Regions from separate parts of the Mus musculus genome. Here regions 1, 3 and 4 are each linked to region 2. A link is a contact called in public Hi-C and promoter capture Hi-C data. All regions are on one chromosome and are shown on one strand. Each heading gives the region's core, a stretch centred on a gene start, on an enhancer-like site or on the middle of the called end of the contact. The rest is flanking DNA. Distances are from core to core; before and after follow the strand shown. Region 1 overlaps Plekha5 (pleckstrin homology domain containing, family A member 5). Region 2 holds the start of Strap (serine/threonine kinase receptor associated protein). Region 3 overlaps Plekha5 (pleckstrin homology domain containing, family A member 5). Region 4 holds the start of 2810454H06Rik (RIKEN cDNA 2810454H06 gene).

The links. Promoter capture Hi-C pulls out the DNA fragments that hold promoters and counts their contacts. Hi-C and Micro-C count contacts between places; a contact is called where the count stands out from the background.
Region 1: a promoter capture Hi-C map of hippocampal neurons shows a contact between it and region 2, with 7 times the contacts expected there. The contact joins the enhancer-like site here to the promoter of Strap in region 2. A contact is called at or near these places in 5 of 39 promoter capture datasets (the 3T3-L1 cell line, 3T3-L1-derived adipocytes, cranial neural crest and 2 more) and 1 of 115 datasets of contacts at active chromatin or transcription factors (stem cell-derived neural progenitor cells).
Region 3: a promoter capture Hi-C map of hippocampal neurons shows a contact between it and region 2, with 10 times the contacts expected there. The contact joins the enhancer-like site here to the promoter of Strap in region 2. A contact is called at or near these places in 2 of 39 promoter capture datasets (hippocampal neurons and liver) and 3 of 115 datasets of contacts at active chromatin or transcription factors (embryonic stem cells and stem cell-derived neural progenitor cells).
Region 4: a Hi-C map of CD8 T cells shows a contact between it and region 2, with 8 times the contacts expected there. The contact joins the promoter of 2810454H06Rik here to the promoter of Strap in region 2. A contact is called at or near these places in 1 of 39 promoter capture datasets (liver), 1 of 484 Hi-C or Micro-C datasets (CD8 T cells) and 1 of 115 datasets of contacts at active chromatin or transcription factors (astrocytes).

Annotation. Positions count from the first base shown.
Region 1 is chr6:140,558,979-140,562,208 of GRCm38.p6, reverse strand. The region is part of intron 15 of Plekha5 (pleckstrin homology domain containing, family A member 5); the gene reads right to left. Among named protein-coding and RNA genes, the nearest start is that of Aebp2, 63 kb to the left of the region's middle. Within about 2 kb of position 1,303, at least 62 of the 459 cell types and tissues checked have an H3K27ac peak or open chromatin away from gene starts, as enhancers often do.
Region 2 is chr6:137,733,416-137,736,757 of GRCm38.p6, reverse strand. Strap (serine/threonine kinase receptor associated protein) reads right to left here and starts at 1,676. Exons shown (of 10, transcript NM_011499.3): 1 at 1,292-1,676; 2 at 293-428. The coding sequence starts at 1,403.
Region 3 is chr6:140,592,331-140,595,362 of GRCm38.p6, reverse strand. It overlaps Plekha5 (pleckstrin homology domain containing, family A member 5), which reads right to left. Exons shown (of 31, transcript NM_144920.3): 31 at 457-1,808. The coding sequence ends at 1,714. Among named protein-coding and RNA genes, the nearest start is that of Aebp2, 30 kb to the left of the region's middle. Within about 2 kb of position 1,397, at least 101 of the 459 cell types and tissues checked have an H3K27ac peak or open chromatin away from gene starts, as enhancers often do. A contact at or near this core is called in hippocampal neurons and liver, where this site is marked.
Region 4 is chr6:134,896,472-134,899,490 of GRCm38.p6, reverse strand. It overlaps 2810454H06Rik (RIKEN cDNA 2810454H06 gene), which reads right to left and starts at 1,530. Exons shown (of 1, transcript NR_029441.1): 1 at 1-1,530. It overlaps Gpr19 (G protein-coupled receptor 19), which reads left to right and starts at 1,297. Exons shown (of 4, transcript NM_001362050.1): 1 at 1,297-1,659; 2 at 2,278-2,329. RefSeq lists a cis regulatory region at 1,350-1,885.

The DNA of each region.
Region 1 (3,230 bases), core at 54-2,553, 2.8 Mb before region 2:
TCTAACGTGAGACCCACCCGGCAGTCATGGACCTTATGCACCCTGTATGAGAATGCAGCCAGTGCCTAAGTCCCCTGCATGTGAGTGAGAGCCCACCAGTGCTTATGTATGCAAACACTGCCTCAGGGCAGTGGCAGCCAGTCTTAGGGGTAGCCCTAGGTTCTCCTGGGTAATTCTCCTGTGAACTGGGAATAATTTCCTGAGTTTCTGTTCATTTGTCAAGATTTAATGTGAGGCCTAGGGAACCCGTGGTTGTCATTCTCTGTCACTCTTTGTTCTCACCTTGGTATCATTTCCCAAGGTGAACGACTTGCAAATAAGCCCACATCAAGGAAGGTCACACTACAAGCTCTGCTTTCTGGCAGAAACATGAAAGAACACAGTAACTAGCAGAGAGCTGAGGAGATGAACTCATCATAGCTGAGAGAATGTGAGGGAAAGGAGCTTTGGTGTTAAGGTTAAGACAGGTGAGACAGGTATCAACAAGGACCAGATCTATCAGCCACAACCACTACGATCACTACGATCATGTAGGCACCGGGCAGGCCGGGTTACCAGATCAGAGGACTGACAAGTGGGTATTAAGTCTCTGCTCAGAATGCGAATGAACCTGGTATCTAGTCAGTTTCCTTAGAATTCTGCCATTATGATGTCCTATTCTAGTCAAGAACTGTCTGGGCTTCAACTTCCAAGGTTAAATACGCTGGAGATGGGAGGACAGCAAGGGAAGGGGAGAGGGAGAGGGAGAAAGAAAGAGAAAGAGAAAGAGAAAGAGAAAAAGGAAAGAGAAAGAGAGAGAGAGTGGGTGGGGAAAAGGAGAGAGGGGAGGAAACGAGGAAGGAGGAGGGAGTGTTGTGTAACAGTTTCCACCCAGAGGGAAACCTTCCATCCTAAGGGAGAGCTCTTTAAACAGAGGTAAACAACTGAAGCAGTGTGAGGAAGTCCCCCAAACTGACCAGGTTTACCCTACCCTTCCCTGCCAGTGAATCACTAAAAGATGAGTCTGTCTCAGAGGAGCCACGTTGCAAAGGCCTCTCTGAGCTGCTTGGATGCAACAGAAACAAGCTGAGCTGCCCGGAAGTGGCATGTGGAAAGGACACTCAACTTGTTGAGCTACCTGTAGGCTTTGTGGTAAGCTCCAGGTTCCAAGATTTTGTGAGATGTCCCTCAAGCTGGGGTGATGCAGCTGTCTTTGAGACACTTCGGCTCCCGGAAGTAGCCCCTCACCCATATTCCTGTAACACTAAAATGCATTGACTCATCAAATTGGACTTCAGTGGTATCTTTACTGTTACTATGAAGTTTCTCCAACAGAAATGGTACAGCTCTGAGGGCTGTTTCCCCAGGATCAGCTCTGGAAGGAATGGTATCCTGGCAATAGGGAGCCAAGAAATACTACAAGGTCAGACTGCACAAACCTCACACAGGACATTTATTGAGAAAGACACGGGAGGATGGTTGCCTCTGGGTGAAAAGCAGCAGGGAACTGAGCAGGAGACAGACTTTATACAGGGGTGTGGTGGGGGTGTGGGGGGGTTGAGGGGGAGAGATAAGGGGCGGGGGCAGGGAGGGAGGGACGGGGAGGTGTGGACTGGTGGGTTTTCAAAACCCAGAAGTGAGCTTAGACTTTTTACCCTATATACTATCCATACTTTGGTCTGTCATGGGCTCTGGAGAGACCAAGGGAGGAAGAGAGGGGAAAAAGGGAGAGAGGTGATAGAGGAGGGAGAGAGAGAGAGAGGGAAGACAGACAGACAGTGTCTCTCTCTCTCTCTCTCACACACACACACACACACACACACAGAACCCCCCTATAAAACAGCAAAAAACCAGATTGTGGGAGAATCAAAGTTTGCTTGGCTATATGAGACTAAAGGAGTGAAAAAGATTGGTACAAGATTATTTATTCTTTGCAGCAAGGTACAAGAAGATATCAACTTTCTAGGCCCTAAGACTAGTTTGGGCAATGGCGGGGCACGCCTCTAAATCCCATAACTCAGCAGACAGAGGCTGGAGCATCGCTGAGGTCACTGCGGAATTCACTGACCCTCTTCCTTGCTCTTCATCACTAACAGGGACGTCACAAAGGAAACGTGGAAAGAAACAAACGAGATGAACAGGCAGCACTGATGGGACCCAATGCATTATGGGAAAGGGGGCATGAAACTGGGAGGGAGGAGTGTTGTAGGGAACCTGGGGGAGTGGACATGATTAAAATACAATATAAACACATATGGAATTCTCAAAAGAATAAACAAGATATCATCAAAAATACAGACTACAAGTAGTGGACTAGCTATTTAAACAATCTATGACAGTGTAGTACAGAATAAAGCAGAAATCCTCCTACAGAAGTGTACAGCTACTCTTATTTATGTTTTGCTTTTGTGAGACAGGGTCTAAGTCTGTAGTCCAGCAGGCCTACAACTCATGATATGTATCTTCCAAGACCCTGACACTTTAAGCCTCCCAAGTGCTGGGACTGAAGGCTTGCACTGGTTTTAAAAGTCACTTCAGTAATCACTTGTCATGAGAGGTGGCATCGAGAAACCATGCTCTCGTGCTCAAGCTATGAGGAGCAGAAGTCAATCTTCAGCCCGAGTGTGTGACGCACCAGCCCTGCATGCTTCACCTGCTGTGGCATGCCAGTGGCAGCAGAAAAGGGCTAGCACTCAGGGCATCTTCTGATTCTACTTTCCACGACTGATGTTAGAAATGAACACAATCTACAGGAAGGAAGGTTTTCCTGTGGGTGACTGTGGCACCTACAGAAGGCCAGAGGAAGGCTGCATCGCCTCCTTTTATTTAATGTTTGTGAGTGGGGAGACGGAGGAGGAGCAGAGAGGGAGAGAAGCCAGCACACACATGCCTTTGACTTTGAAATTTACCCAGAGCATCTTCCTCTGATCTGCTCTAATATGTGGTTCTATAAAACTGATGAGTCAATCTATAAATCCTGGACTTCTAATAATGCCTGCAAAAACAACAGGCCTGGTCATCTCAGACAGGTTACTGGCAGCAACAAGAGACAGCTGGAAAGGTTTGAGCTGAATGGGAAGTTCTACTAAACTAAAATTATCATAATTATTTTTACGTACTGTACAGTACAGCGATAGTTACATACAATGCACAGTGCAGTTCAAAAAATTTAATTTCAATACATTGCTACGAACAAATTTTAAGTGTATGTCAGAAGAGTTTTCTTTAGATAACCTTTTGTGGGTGGTGTA
Region 2 (3,342 bases), core at 427-2,926:
CACTCACTAAGTGTTCAAGACTATCTGTGAAGGACATCAGCAGCACCCATTGTCCAAGCTGTATAGCTCACCACGTTCCTGGTCTCGATGAGAGAGACATCAGTCCTTGAAACATCTCAAGTCACAAGGATGCTCAGAGAGCCAGGACAGAATCGTGGTGAGATCAAACACCATGTACTGTCTATAGCATCCTCGGAGTCAGAACCTCATGTCTAACTGTGAAGTTGGAGAATCTGGCCATGTCACCACAAAATTCAAACAGAATGAAGTTAGCCATTTTTGTTACACTTACGCTGTGAAGTCTGCAGCTGCTGTCGCAGCTTTGGTGGCATCCTTATTCAATGTTGCACCCCAAACAGCACCTTTATGACCCAAAAATGTTCCAATCCAGTCTCCTGTATCTCCCTGGCGGAGCATGGGCTTGCCATCTAGAAAATATTTTCAGACATCTGTGATTTAGAAGCATGCAACGTAATACCAAATCCTGAGCAGCAAACTACTGGAAAACCGTTGTTCTGACTGCTCCCCCCTACTCCCATTAAGCCGTGGGGGCGTGGGGGAGGGTGTCCCCATCCTGGTCTGTGCATATGGTCTCAGTGACCTAGGGACTAAGGAGTTGTAGCCACTCTTCCTGGGAAGCATAAGCAATTTTGGGACCGAATGAGAGGCCTCCCTCATCACCTTTGCAAACTCGGATTACAAAGCAACTATAAAGACCTGGGAAACGCTCTTCCACAAGACCTGATTCCGATTCCCAGCGCCCACACGGAGGCTGACAACAGCCTCTAACTCCGGCTCTGGACAATCTGATGCCTTCCTCTTGGGGCACCCCTTCACACAGGTACAAGCATGCATAGAGACAACACAGGCACACATAAATAAAAACTTCTGAAAAACCGTGGGCTGGATGCCAGTGACATGCGGTGTCAAAACGATCTAGATAGCCGCTTTTTACTTTGGACCACATAAACCTAACGTACACTTTCGTCGGGGAAAAAAAAAAATGAGGCTCACACCACAAAGGATGAAACAATGAGTGAGAGGACATAAAGGGCACTCCTCTCGGCCTGGCCTAATTTCTTCTTCCCGTAAATCCTTGGCAAACACAATGTAGTTGTGTGGGTAGAAAGGCGAGGTGTTGGGGAGCACTAACAACGGTGGGGAGGAGGGACGCATAAAGCCCGGCCAGGGGCGACCCTCTAGTCCCAGCAGCGCGATGGCTGTCGCTGGCAGCCACGACCCACCCACCCGTCGGCACTCGGGAGCCGCGGCCGTCGCGGGCTCAGCTCACCTTTGCAAGCGCTGATCAGAAAGTAGCCGTAAGGCGTGATGCCGCTGAAGGCCAAATCCACCACGGGCCGCGTGTGGCCCGAGCAAGTGAGCGGCGTCTGCCTCATGGCCATGGCGGCGGCGAGCGCGGTGACGCGGAGCGGGGACCGAGGGTCGCGGTCGTCCTCCTTCTCTGCCGCGGCGCCTCAGGCTGCTTGAGGCCCCCGCACTCACGCCGAAGGAGGCCGGCTCCAGAGTCCCCGCGACTCGCGGCCGCCAAGGGAGGGACAGGGAGGGAGGGAGGAGGGGAGGGGAGCGCCGGAGAGCCGGCCTGCCGCCACTCACGGTCCCTACCGGTAGCGGCAGGACGTGACGTCGCCCGACGCGTCGCGTCAGCCGGAAGTGACGACTGGCGGGAAGGCGGTAGTTCCCAGCAGCAGCGCGAGAAGCAGTGTGCGCAGGCGCGAGCTCGGAGACCGAACCCATGCTGCTCTGACGACGTCAAGCGCGCGGCGTCCCGTTGCTACCCAGTGTTGGGAGCCGCCGAGTCCGTCCCTTGTAGGATGCTGTTGTAGAGTTGTAACCTTCTCATTGCTAAGCTACAGACACACTTTTCCATAATCATCTCACATCTAACTGCCTACCCAGTAGCAACCATTCTGTCGCTCTCCTTCCCACCCCCCTCCCGGCATACACCGTCACAACTCACAAACAGTAATGACTTCCCTAATAGAGTGGTTATGCTAACAACATTTATATCCTGGTGACAGATAAGTGACTGGCGTTTAGTGGATGGCCAGCAAATGCTTATTTGCAAGTGGGAAATATTCACTTAGTGCTCAGCAAGGATCCGTGACAACCTAACTGATAAGGGCTCTTTCAGTGGCTCTAGCAACTATCACTGCGGCTGGGGAGGGAGAGACCCCAGTCTACTGGGCTAAAGTTCTTGCCATGTAAGCATGAAGTGTGATACCCAGTACCGACAAAAAAAAAAAAAAAGCTATACATGGTGTGATACATGCTTGGAATGCAGCACTGAAAAGATACCAATCCCTGCCAGCCAGCATAGCAATCAGTGAGTTCCAAGTATGAGTGAAAAACATCTCAAAAACAAAAGAGTGTAGATGCATCTGGACCAGTGAGCCATTCTTCACTGAGAGGCTCCTGAGAGGAGGGACCGAACGGATCAGAAATAAAGAAGACAGGAAAGTTGGGGTCAGGAGGTTTTCCCTAAAACTATGTCTTATGCTAAGCTAATTTATTAAGATGTACAGCATCTTATATACTGTTTGTATGGGGAAAATGGAACAGAAAAACCTATCATACAGTGGGACGAAGTCATCAGAAAGCTAACCAAGCAGTGTTGCACAAAAGGAACACAGAATACTTCATGTGTGCCACAGACCAAGCACACACTGGCCTGGGACTGACTACTCCAGTCTCTTTAGGAGGAAAAGTCACGTTCTCACAGACTGAAATCTTAACTCTGGGGGGCCTGGTTCCAGACTTTGCTATGTCTGACCCTGGTCAAAGGCATAGAGTTGGTATCCCCTTTCCCCTTTCTGAAAGCCTCTTGTATCAGCCTGGAACCTAACAGTGAATGGCTCCTGGGGCTCCTAAGACTGACTTCTGCCTACCACACATGCACACACTACTTTTAAAGTGCATATCAAGCATATGTTGGCATTATAATAGACACTGTAGAAGTGACACAAATCCTCTCTACATGAAGAGATCTATGGGTGGCAAAAATGCTCTGTAGATCACTGTGAAAGAAATTCCACAAATAGGCTATCTGAAAATAAATGAAGGTGGATGCCTACTTCATGATAGATAAACTATTCACACACCATGATTATTAATTTGGGATCTTATTATGCTCATTGTTAATCATACCTTTGGGATTTGGTCATCTGTTAGGGCTTCTTTAAAGCCCTATTTTATTCTGCTTTTATTTTTTTTTCTTGATATATAGTCATTGTTCACGGTTACGGAATAGAGTAGTATTTTGATGATTGCAGATCAAATCAAGGTGCTAAGCATAGCCATTACCTCTAAGGCTGTGACTCTAGT
Region 3 (3,032 bases), core at 148-2,647, 2.9 Mb before region 2:
GCAGAACTTCATGTGTACTAGGTATGTCTATACCAACTGAGCTACATGCCCAGCTCCTGTGCAGTTTTGTGTTTTGAGACTGGGTCTCACCATGCAGCTTTGGCCCCTGGAGCTCACTATGTAAATACCAGGCTGTCCTCAAACTCACGGAAACCCACTCGTGTGTGCCTGCCTCTCTCTCAGGAGCTGGGATTAAACCCACTCGTGTGTGCCTGCCTCTCTCTCAGGAGCTGGGATTAAACCCAAAGGCCACGATGCCTGGCCCGTGAATATTCTCACTGCACATTGTTCCCTAATAGAAGGAGAGGACACCTGTCAGGCCACAAGCCTGTTTATGTTTCCTGTCTAGTGTCATTCTGTCACCAGAGTCACTTTTACACAACTAAAGTTCTGCTAGTGAAAAAGGCAAGCCACAGGTACACCTATGACAACTGGTCATTCCTTTTTTTTTTTTTTCCATTTTCTGTTTATTGTACTGGCCTGCTCTGGATAACAGACACCCTCTGCTACTGAAAGCAGGGAGCAGTGAACCTGACCCAGAAAGAAGGCGCCCTGCCCTGCATGATCTATTATCAATTAAGTCATTTTTTAAAGGCACAAAAATAACTTTTTTAAAAAAACATATGAGGCTGGGCGTGGTGGCACAACTGGTCATTCCTAACTCTAGCGAAGCTCCTCAACCCAGCACGGAAGCCAACCCACAACCACAGGAGCTTCGAGTCAAAGCGCAGAGCTACTACAAAGGCCAAGACAGGGTGAAGGCAGAGCCCAGGTGAGAGGCCGCTGTGCGGCCGGCTGGGGACACCTGAAGACTGCCTGCCTGACAGCTCATGCTGCTGTTACTCCAGGGCTACTCTGGAGTTTATAGGAACTCAAAAGCTCCCAGCATTGTAAGAGGCAGTGGATGCTGAGAAAACATATAGAAACGGCGTATAGATTCTCACTCCCATTTTCCAGGAAAACGATTTACTTGTAAGCACAAATTTCTGAGTAAGGGAGGTTCTGTGCACACAGTGTGGAGTCTGGTGTGTGTGAGGGACAGTGAGACAGTTTAGCAGTGCCTATGCCCTCACTGATAACTCAAGTTCAAACCTCAGAATGGACATAGGGGCAGGACAGAACTGGATCCACAAAGCTGTCCTTTGGCCTTCACACTCTTGTCATGGCACACTCATGTGGCATATCCATCACACATACACATTAGATATACAGTACACACATTACTATTGGGAACAGTAATAATAATAAAAAAGCCCCAAAGAAGCAATGAAGGAAGTCACCCTCAGCTCGCTCTATCCTGGCTCCAACCCAACGGTTTCGAAATGTCAAGCCTCCGCCCCAGACTACATCATAATCATGGCTTTGTCCAAAGGGCAGCCCTGGCTCCTCAGCCTGAGTGTGGGCAGGATGTCTCCAGGGCACAGCTGCAGCGCTGCCAGGAGGGCTGGCACAGGCCGCTCACTGCAGATTCTGCTGCACGTGTGGATGATGCTATGACAGACTGAGAGAAAATGCCACCAGAGACCCACTCCCTGCCAGGGCAATATGAGAAACCTGAACTACGGCCTGGACTTCACATACATGGCCAGGTGCTCTGGTGGGACATAGTCCAGGGTTAATTTGCTTGTATTGCTGTTCCAACAAATGGATAGAATCCAAGTAACATACTCCTAACACAAAGTACCAAAGGGAAGAGAAGACGTACTTCTGCGACTACACACACATGAAATGCGATCCTTCCCTGAGCTGTGGAGGAGTGGGCGGATCTGCTGCCGTGGAGGAGTCAGGAGACGGGGACAGACTTCTCACTAAAACACACCAAGAAAACAGAAGATAAGTATATACACACGCACACACATACACATACATCAATGTCGTTTGTCGTAACAAAGATAGTTGATATTGTGTGTGTGTGTGTGTGTGTGCACAAATGTGTGTATGTTTGTAGAGGTCAGAAGACATCTTACAAATCCAACTAAGGCTGGGCATGGTGGCACAGTCCTGATTCTAGCACTAGGGAGGGAAGCAGAGGCAGGTCTCTAGTTTGGGGCCAGTCTGGTCTACAAAGTGAATTCCAGAACCACCTTGTCTCGAAAAAACCCAAAGTGGAAAAAAGGAAAAAGGAAAAGAAAGAACAGTTAAAACGGGGCTTGTACCATCTGGCCTAGCCTTCCTTTTCTTGCTTTAAAGTCAGTTCCCAGGTATTTGTCAGAAAGTACTGTTGTATCTTTTCTAGTTCACACCATGGAGGTGTCAGTGTTACAGGCTTAGCACCACAGCACACCAACCCAGAGTGGCTCTAATGGTTCCAGAGCGGGAATCCCTGTGCTACTCTTTGGTATCAGGCCAGCGTGACATCGAGTTTAGAGGACTGAAATGGTTTTGCTTACAGAGTACAGGAGGCAAATGTGTAAGAGGCCCGGGGCTTGGGAGGCAGGGCTAGGAGTGAAGAACAGAAGGCCAAGGTCCACCCCACCCTTATACCCGAGAGAGAAAGACAGACCAGCACAACCACTTGCTTGCTAATGTGCCGTGGACATCGTGGGACTCCCATACTGAGGTCTCAGTGTGCACTAGGGTACCTGCCAGAGCAAACACAATTCCACAGCTCCCAAAGTATCAGGTGTGCTTTCTAACGATCCTGGCCTGTAGGATTTCCATGTAGGAAGAAATCGTTTAAAAAAGATCTTATTTTAAATTATGTAGCAGGGCATGGTGGCACACACTTTTAATCCCAGCACTCTCAAGGCAAAGGCAGGAGGAACTTGGTGAGTTTGAGACCAGCCTGGTCTACAAAGCAAATTCTAGGGCAGCTAGGGCTGTTACCTAGAGAAACCAACAGCAAATGCATGTGTGCAGAGGTGTGCGCCGGTGGGTTCCAGACAGCTGGAGCTGTTACACAGAAAAAGCCTCTCTCAGCATCAACAAGAAATGTCTGTCTGTGTGGAGGTGGGCACAAGTCATCTCAGGCTCTCAAGGCAGTGCACGAGGAAACCAACTGTAAAAGCAGTATGTAACTTGAGCCTTGAGCC
Region 4 (3,019 bases), core at 281-2,780, 2.8 Mb after region 2:
CTGGTTTATGACTCCATACGTGGGGATTGCCCTGAACTTCTGATCCTGCCTCTATAGGTCTACCACCAAGTCCCATTTTACTCAGTTCTGCATAAATCCGTGGCTTTTAGGCAAGGAGCCTACCAACTGATCTACAAACCCCATTTTTTTTCTTCTTCAATGTACCACCATACCCAGATTGTATAGGAAAAAAAATGTTCAAAGTATGCTAAATTTTACTATTATATTGAACATAAAAAAAAAAATCCGAGGTGAGATGATAGCTTCTCTTGAGACAAATGTTGGAAGCATGACAAGTCTTCAAGTTCTGACCTCTTCTGTTCACATACATACATTTCCCCCTTCTTACTGGTTAAAATCTCACTTTTTCTGGTAGAAAAATGTTACAAATCTAAAGACTTCAATCTCACCGGTCAAAAAATAGGGTCTAATAAAATTGCCAAATAAATTCCATTGTTTTGAAAACTAGAAAAATGCTCAGGCTTAGCTAAGTTGCCAGTTATTAATTTTTTTTGAACGTACTGGAATCTATCAATAGAAATTCCTTCACAAATCAGTTTGCCTCTACTTGCAAATGGATAACCATATCTAAAATAATCTATGCTTATCAGATAATATTTTATGAGCACTGTCTGAGTCTATTTAGAGCGGACTTTGAAGGGACATTCAGACTCTTATGAACTAACTGGCTTCTGCTTTAAAGGGCTACTGCTTCTAGTGTCAGCTCTTTCTAGTTTCAAAATTTGCATGGCCGCCTTTCTGAGTCGCCTTCAAGAACAGTCTTAGCCCAGTCAGGAATTGCTCGAACTCCGGCGGCCTTAGGGTCAGGCTTATTTGCATCTTTGCTAAACAAAGTCCATCCTTTGAGGCGTCAGCGCCGCCGGTCTTCGCTCTCACGCTCCGCTGCTCACTTCAGCGACGGTGGCGTGCACAGCACCTGGGTCATCTGTGCTCACGATCCTGCCGCGACACCGACTCTGGGCGTTGTGGTTCTCATTTCAGGGCTCCGAGATTCCCACGGCACACTCGGCTGCTCGCTCCCTAGTCCCGGGACTAGGAGGCGCGGTTTTCCCGGAGAAATCCACGTCAGCCGCGCAGGCGCAGGCGCAGGATCTGGGCGGAGGGAAGGGGCCTGCGCTCGGCCCGCGGTAAACAAGCACTGCGCAGGCGCCGTGCGCCAAGGTGATTTTTTTTTTGTTTTGTTTTTTGTTTTTTGGTTTGCATAGCATCATAAAAAAGGGGGAAGGCCAAAGCAAACCCTAGCATCTTAAGACGATCGACGGTGTGGCTTCTGCTACTCTCACTCTGAGGCACCGGCTGCGCGACCATGGCAGCCATAACTCTTCCACAGAGCTGCCGGCCTTGAGCTCTTTCGCTCACTGTCTACACTGAGGCTGAGAGGACAGAGAAAAGACAGAGAAAAAAAAGAAGAAAGAAAGAAGATTTAAAGGAGAGGTGGTGGGCGGTTCCCACAACGCCACCGTAAAGACCTCTGTGCCTCTTTCCCCAGACAACGCGAGATCCTGTGCCAGCCGGGACTCCGCCCCCGCCCCGCCCGTGGCTGTGTGCGCATGCGCTGGGCTTTTTGGCGCGCAAACCGTTCAGAACTTCCTGCTTGGTCACAGGTGGCCCCGTCGGCCCCCGAGGGATGTCAGTCAGGTCGGAGCCGGGGATTCACGCCCACTGCGGCACGTCCTTAGGGATTTTTCGGTCAAAATTCCACTTGACTGTAACTCGCCCCCCCCATTCTTCTGTTCTCGTATGGGTCATGAGGTCTCCGCGAATCCAAGAGTCAGAGTGGGAAGAGAACCCCTCGCGGTTTTTAAAAGATGTTGCGATTTCGTTGTGTGGCACGCGAGCTAACTGGCATAAAAGGATAAATCTGGGGAACGAACGGGACTTCCCCCCCCCCACCCCCGAAGATTCTGAGAGGCTGTGAATGTGGACCGGGCTAACACAGTGATATGAAGATGAGAAGTTTTAAAAATGGAAGGAGCCAATGAAGGCTTGAGAGATGAGGCTAGGAGGAATTAGAGCAGTAGAGGAAGTTTAGCTTAAAATATTTACGCATATTTATAAGCAAGTAGGCAGCAGTGCCGCATATTTAGTCTACGATAGCGAAGTGAAATGGGGATGTCTTTGAGTGCAACAGAAACATTTTTTAAAGTTGTCGCAGGCAAGAGCTGAGGTTGGGGCGGGGTAAAACAGATAATCTGGAGTCTTAGGATGTTGCAAGTGTGGACCGCTCTGACTGATTTGGCCTCTTTTCTCTCTCAGGGGACGTGGAACACCTGCACAAACTGGATTTTTGCCCTATCACGACTCTGAGGTACCATCCGGCAACTGAAGTGTCCTCTTTCCAATAGAATGCCTGGCCTCTCCCACCAACTTCACGGTTCAGCCGGAATGAAATTTGGCTAACAAGTCACTCAGATGAGTCACTGGCTCATTACAAGATTATAGATTTCTAATCTATAGCCTTCCAGTTGTGTAGATCTTAGGATTCACTCTAATATTGGGAGCAGTGCTATATAGTACAGACAGTATTGTCATTTTTACTGTCCCTGGAGATTGTTTGCAGGACCTTGCACAAGTCCCGCAATGCATGATGCTCAAGTCCCCTGCGTAATGAGGTATACTATTTGCATATGACCCTTGTACATCTTTCTGTAAAGTTTAAACAATCTCTAGATTATTTGTGATATGTACATCGATGTAAATGCTATGTAAATAGCTCCTGTACTATATTGTATAGGGAGTAATGGCAAGAAAAGCATTCAGTACAGATGCAAATTTATCTTCTCTATTTTTATATCTGCTTTTGGCTGAATGTGAGGATGTGAAACCCATGGATGTGGGGGGTTGACTCCTCTCTCTCTCTCTCTTTCTCTCTCTCTCTCTCTCTCTCTCTCTCTCTCTCTCTCTCTCTCTGCCTGTGTGAAAGAGTTACCTCACTGTATTGATCAGATATGCCTAAATGGACTAAAAAAATCTAGTCTCTTATCTCAACTTTCTGAAT